Regions from separate parts of the Cricetulus griseus genome. Here region 2 is linked to region 1. The links are chromatin contacts, called in public Micro-C maps. All regions are on one chromosome and are shown on one strand. Each heading gives the region's core, a stretch centred on a gene start, on an enhancer-like site or on the middle of the called end of the contact. The rest is flanking DNA. Distances are from core to core; before and after follow the strand shown.

What was found. Hi-C and Micro-C count contacts between places; a contact is called where the count stands out from the background.
Region 2: a contact with region 1 is called in a Micro-C map of the CHO-K1 cell line, with 4 times the contacts expected there. The contact joins two enhancer-like sites. A contact is called at or near these places in 5 of 8 Hi-C or Micro-C datasets (the CHL-YN cell line, the CHO-K1 cell line, fibroblasts and 1 more).

Annotation. Positions count from the first base shown.
Region 1 is chr6:13,510,674-13,513,794 of CriGri-PICRH-1.0, forward strand. It overlaps the pseudogene LOC100751552. Among named protein-coding and RNA genes, the nearest start is that of Zmynd8, 25 kb to the right of the region's middle. Within about 2 kb of position 1,253, at least 4 of the 6 cell types and tissues checked have open chromatin away from gene starts, as enhancers often do. A contact at or near this core is called in the CHO-K1 cell line and fibroblasts, where this site is marked.
Region 2 is chr6:13,591,824-13,595,323 of CriGri-PICRH-1.0, forward strand. Zmynd8 (protein kinase C-binding protein 1) reads left to right here. Exons shown (of 23, transcript XM_027423393.2): 11 at 1,240-1,721. Among named protein-coding and RNA genes, the nearest start is that of Zmynd8, 56 kb to the left of the region's middle. Within about 2 kb of position 1,863, at least 3 of the 6 cell types and tissues checked have open chromatin away from gene starts, as enhancers often do. A contact at or near this core is called in the CHO-K1 cell line and fibroblasts, where this site is marked.

The sequences.
Region 1 (3,121 bases), core at 3-2,502:
AGTTCGAGGCCAGCCTGGTCTACAAATCGATTTCCAGGATAGGCTCCAAAGCTACAGAGAAAACCTGTCTAGAAAAACCTAAAAAATAATTTTTTAAATGAGCCAACGTAGTAGTAAAATGGGTGTTTTGTTTGTTTGTTTGTTTGTTTTTTCTTTTTTGGTTTTTTGAGACACGGTTTCTCTGTGGCTTTGGAGACTGTCCTGGAACTAGCTCTTGTAGACCAGGCTGGTCTCGAACTCACAGAGATCCGAGTACCTCTGCCTCCCAAGTGCTGGGATTAAAGGCGTGCGCCACCAACGCCCGGCTTGTTTGTTTTTTTTTTGAGACACGATTTTATTTAGTGTGTGTGTGTCTGTGTGTGTGTGTAGATGGAAAGACAAGCCCTACGAGCTGGGGAACTCTCCTTCTATTAGTGGGTCCCAGGGAATAAACCCAGGTCCTTAGTCTTGGCAGCAGGGCACCTCCAAACAATGAACTCTCACCTACTGCAGTAAAAACTTTTGAATTAACAATAGGACAACTGGCTAGGTTAGGTGGTTGTGGCACACACCTTTAATCTTAGCACTCAGGAGGCAGAGGCAGGTAGATTGACGAATTTGAGGCCAGCCTGTTCTACAGAGTGAGTACCAGGACATCCAAGACTACACAGAAAAACCCTGTCTCAAAAAACCAAATGAAAACAAAACAAAACAATAGAACCCCTGCCTTAGCCTGCTGAGTACTGGGATTACAGGCCTCAACCACCAGGACTGTCAAGTTGTTCCCTCTTTGCAAGTGTGTAGGCAAAGTTCATGTAGCTTGCCATCTTCAGGGCCAAAATCCAGGATCAGACATCTGTTTTACTTCTGCAGCCCGGTGGCAAATGGAGTCATGGCAGGAATATGTTTGAAAGGGATAATGTGGGAGGCAGGAAGCCTGAGAGCCCAAAGTGGGGAATTTGTTTTGTTTATTTCTATGTCCTCAGGGTGAGGCTGGCACCCAGCAAACACTGGGCCTCAGATAACATCTGGGCAATGAACTAGATAGCCCAGCTTCCAAAGCAGAATCAGTGTTGGGGGACTTCTAAACCTCCCAAAGAACTAGGTGAGCTTGGCCTGACTTCCTCAGCAAGATCCTGGGCAAGGTCAAAGGTGAGAGCCTGATCAGCTGTGCCTTCCAAGTCCTAGTTCCTGGAGTCCCCAGGGCCTGTCCACACCCTTCCTCTGCATTCCTCAGCGCTGTAGTCCCCACCTCCTTTCAACACCCTGCGTTCTGTCTGAGGATGGAATGGGCTGAATAATATTTTCCATGTTCTCAATGAGACCCAAGAATGGGCATGACTCAGAGAAGAACCCCGCCTGCCAGAAGCAGAACACTGATCCTCCACCAGGGGGCGCCATGTGCCCACAGTCCCTGCTTTCTGAAGTCGTTTGCTGGCTGGCTTGAGGTGTATTGGTTGACCCTGGCTGGACACAATCAACTTTCTGGTCCCAGAAGGAACTAGATTACACAGGTTCCCTTTTGCTTTAGAAGATCAATGTTGAGACCCACACTCTGTCTGTATGATCCATGCCCCCCTTGGAACTTGTATTATCTGTTATTATTGGTGAAATGGTGTCAGTAACAACTCCATTGGGTAGTTGTAAGCATGTAATCAGAAACAGAATCTTTCAGGCATCAGGCTGTCCACTGTTAGAGCAATTAACTTGGAGCAGTAGCTCTCAGGGAAGTGCCAACAAAGCTCTCAGCCTAGACATCCAGCCACACACCAGACATCAAACCCAGGACCTAGCACATGCTAGGCAAGTGCTCTACCGATGAATTCCAGCCCCTCATCACCCCTCCCCTTTTTAGAGACAAGGTCTCTCTGTATAACACTGGCTGTCCTGGAACTCACTCTGTAAAACAAGCTGGCCTCGAACTCACAGAGATCCACCTGCCTCTGCCTCCAGAGTGCTGGGATTAAAGGTGTATTTTAATCACACTTGACCATTTTACAATTATTGGTTTTCTGAGACACGGTTTCTCTGTGTAGCTTTGGAGCCTGTCCTGTGGAACTTGCTCTGTAGATCAGGCTGGCCTCAAACTCACTGAGATGAATGCTGGGATTAAAGGCATATGTCACCACCGCCCGGCCCCAGGTGTCTGTCTTAATTGCTGAGCCAACTCTCTAGTCCAATAATGAATGTTGTAAATTGTTTGTTTGTTTGGTTGGTTTTTCGAGACAGGGTTTCTCTGTGGCTTTGGAGGCTGACCTGGAACTAGCTCTTGTAGACCAGGCTGGTCTGGAATTCACAAAGATCCGCCCGCCTCTGTTTGCCGAGTGCTGGGATTAAGAGTGTTGTAAATTGAAGGAAATTGGGAGAAGTATGGAAGAGCAGCTGTGTTCTGTGTTCTGTCATCTGCTTCTGGCTTTGAAGCAGGACAGGGATGAACTGCTGACCCAAGAACTCAGGCAGGAAGCTCCTGCCCTGCACATAAAGAGCAATGTTCCTGTGACTGCATTACTCAAAGAGGCCAGAAGAGGGCACCAGATCCCCAAACTGAAGTTACAATTCTTGTGAGCATCCCCAACAGAGACCCATATTCCAATATTCCACCCCTCTGAAAGAGCTGAGCCCTTGCTTCAGGTCCAAATTAAAAAAAAAAAAGGAGGAGGAGGAGGAGGACTGGAGATGTAGGTCAGTTGTTGGAGTTGGGAGCATTCACAAGGCCGTGGGTTTGAGCCCCAGCACCAGGGAAGACCAGTGGCACAGTGGAGCACTCAGGAGACAGAGGCAGGAGGATCAGCTCCCTGGCAAGCCAGCCCAGCTCCAGCTTCCGTAGAGAGCAAGAGGAAGACACTGCGTGCATGCATATACCCACAGGTACATGCGTGCACTCCCCAAACACACACAAAGCAAAAGTAAAAATAAATGAATAGCTTTCTTGCTCCCTGGCCTTCGTGGCAGCTGCTCTTGACTGGGGGCTGTGCCACACCTAAGGCGGGAAGATGGTGGCTGCAAAGAAGACAAAAAAGTTTCTGGAGTCCATCGACTCTAGGCTCCAGCTTGTTATGAAAAGTGGGAAGTACGTGCTGGGATACAAACAGACCCTCAAGATGATCAGGCAGGGCAAAGTCAAGTTGGTTATCCTTGCCAA
Region 2 (3,500 bases), core at 613-3,112, 82 kb after region 1:
AGGAAAGGCTGGGTGCAGAGTCCTATGTGGGCACCGTGGACATGGCTGAAGAAATGCTTCTATTATAGGATCGCGTGGCTTCTTTGCCTCTGGCTCCCACCACATCTTAGGGCTTTATGCCAGGCTTAAAGTTGAGGTCCAGGAACCCTTAGAGTTCCTGTTCTCCACAGAAAAGTTACGAACGAGGTTAAGACTGTAGAGTTAGGAGTATACAATTAGCGAGATGTTCTGGTGTCCCTAATCCATAGGAGTGTGGTTGGTTGTTCTCAGTCCTTCCTGTGGTCATGGGGGTGGGGAGTGGGGGGTAGGGTGGCGTGGGGGTGTCATAGGGGTTGCTGGCTCTGGAAAAGCACCACTGATGCTTTTGGTTTAGGGGTCTCTGCAAAGCTTCCTGGAGTGTGGGGGCTGATAGAGGGGAACGCCACCTCCCTGGAGGAGCAGGAGGAGTGTCCACCCCAAAGCCAAAGGCTACTTACTAGAAAGAGTTTTCCTCATGTCTATTTTCTCATGTGCTGCCAGACATGGCAAGGCATTCAGGAGGCAGAGGCAGGAGGATTCTGAGATGCAGGCCAACCTGGACTACGTAGTGAGATGCTGTCTCAAATCTGAAATTGCCACCTCCTTCTAGGAATATGAACTTGCAAAGAATTGTCCCGTTTTCGGAATTGCAATGAAAAGGATGCCCACATTCAGCTGACCCAGGAAATGTACCCTCTTCAGATCTGTCACGCAACACTCTTTGACTATTTTTCTTACTCTGAAACAGCAGAAAACTGAAGGGATTGTTGTTTTATTTATTTTTGGGCTCTTAACATTTATTTATTCATTTTTTTGTGTGCATGTGTAGAGGCCAGAAGCCAACTTGAGGGGGAGGGCTTTTTTCCTTCCCTCATGTGGGTTCTGCCAAAGCAGGGCCTTCGGCTTGGCAGCAGCACCCTCACCTGCTGAGCGTCGTGCAGGCCTCCATTGTGTTTCTAACAGATTAAGATGGCCAAGTGCACGGAGCCTTTTCATATCCTGGCTAAATTTTGTTGTTCGTGTTCCATCCTTAATACCTTTGTGAAGTGGATCATTCATTAACTGTTCAAAACAAGCCGTTTATTTAAAAAGGAGAGCCCACATTTAGGAATCTTGGCAAGCAGCCGACGGGCTAATTTGGGTTGCATTAAGAAAATTAAAAGAATAAATAATCTTGGAAATGAGTGACACTGACTCGGTCTCTCTCTTTTGCCCTCCTAGAGCCTGGGTTCCAATCAATAATTGCTACCTCATGTCTAAAGAAATCCCCTTTTCTGTGAAAAAGACTAAAAGTATCTTCAACAGCGCCATGCAAGAGATGGAAGTTTACGTGGAGAACATACGGAGGAAGTTTGGAGTTTTTAATTATTCCCCATTCAGGACGCCCTACACGCCCAATAGCCAGTACCAAATGCTGCTAGATCCTAGCAACCCCAGCGCCGGCACTGCCAAGACAGACAAACAGGAGAAAGTGAAGCTCAATTTTGACATGACAGCATCCCCCAAGATCCTCCTGAGCAAGCCCCTTCTGAGCGGCGGCGCAGGCCGCAGAATCTCCCTGTCCGACATGCCACGCTCCCCCACCAGTACGAACTCTTCTGTGCACACGGGCTCCGATGTGGAGCAGGACCCCGAGAAGAAGGCCCCATCCAGCCACTTCAGCGCCAGCGAGGAGTCCTTGGACTTCCTTGATAAGAGCACAGGTCAGCCCCAGTTGGGAGAGTGGGGTAGGAGGCTGCTTGGTGCACTCTGGTTCCTTGGGTGACTCACCCATGGGTTCAAGCAGGCAGGTCACCACAGCCTTGTAAATGAGTAACCAGATCCCAGACACAAGGGAAGTATTCCCAAAGGGGTGGAGACGGGCAGAAACCCTGCAGGCTCAAGGTCAATGTCAAGGCCTCTTAGCTGTTCACAACAGCGTTCTGTGACTTTTGTCTCATTCCTTTGTACTTAGAAGTTTAGTTTTTGACACGTTCATGGTAAGGTTAGCTCAGGTGTTATGAGAAACAAGGTGGAACTGGTCTCCCTGCCCAGTTACTGTGCCCCCTGTCAAGGTTGCATTTTGGAGATGACGCTAGTGTCTATTGCTAGTATCTATTCCCAGGCCTCACACTCAGCGGATGTGGCTTTGGACCACATATTTGATGTCTTTACGCCTTAGTCTTCCCACGGTTGCCATGACAGCCCTAACTGGCTGCCTATAGGCTCTCTTGTGGACAGAATGAGTCAGGACCCACAACAGGACATGAGCAGTACCCAGAAGTGTTGGCCATGGAACTATTTTTTCCTGGTGATTTCTAATCTGCTCTCTCCATGGATTTCAGAAGATGTACAACGAGGGGGTGACTTAAGTAGAGCTCTTTCTTCACAAAATTGAACCGCATATTTCATATTTGCGAATTTTATATTTCTGAGATGGTGCAGGCTGTTCTCTGACTGATGCTCCCGCCTCCATCTTCCAGGTGCTGGGATTACAGGTGGGCTCCACCACAATTGCTCTTTTAAAAATTGGCTTGGAGTTAGTGTGTAATAAAATAAAGCATCATGTACAAGCTCCCATTTGCTCTCCTGTTCTGCATTTCAAAAAATAGTTTTATAGGAATGTAAGAATGCCTGTTGTTTAATTTAGTGTCTGTCTTCTCTTGGGCATGACATCAAGCTTTGTGACAAAATTCCTTTTCTGTTTTTTAAAGGTGAGAGCTTAGACTTCAAAGTCCCTATCCTAAAAATACACAACCAGCCTTACTTTATTTTTATATGGCCACCTTATAGGGTTAGCAAATGTCTCAGACATGATGGGGTGAGAAGGTTGTGTAGGTAGAGGTAAGGAGGATCAGGAGTTTGAAAGGGGTAGCCTTGACTACATAAGAGCCTATCTCAAAAATACTAAAAACAAAACAAAACCCTCAAAAAAGAAAAAGGGGTGACATTCAGAATTGTTTCATTGTCACAAATTGTACCCCTACCCGTGTGGGGCCCACAACAGACATTTTGGGGGTAGGTTCTGTGTTTTGGTCATGGCTGCTGCAGCTGTCGACACTGGTACTGAGTTTCAATAAAACTTTATTGGTGTTGTTTGGTGAACACTGAAGCCTGAAGTGTATGCTTTAAGAATTATTGAATTGGGCTGGAGAGATGGCTGGGTGGTCAAGAGTACTGGTTGTTCTTGCCAAGGAGCTGGATTCAGTTCTTTTTACCCACATGGGAACTCACAAGCATAGGTAACAAGCATAGGACAGTTCCAGGGGCTCTGGTGTTCTCTTCTGACCTTCTTGGTCCCTGGGCATGCATGTGGCACACAAACATAAATGCAGGCAGAACACTCATATACAGGGGAAGGAAGAACTACTGAAGTTTTTGTGCCCAGCTCTAATGTTAAGTACCCTCCCTAAATACCAGGCTGCACAGGGGCAGGGAACAGATGGGACCCCAGTTGTCACTGTAGACTATAAGGATCAGTAGGAACTGTCAGCCAGGCCTGC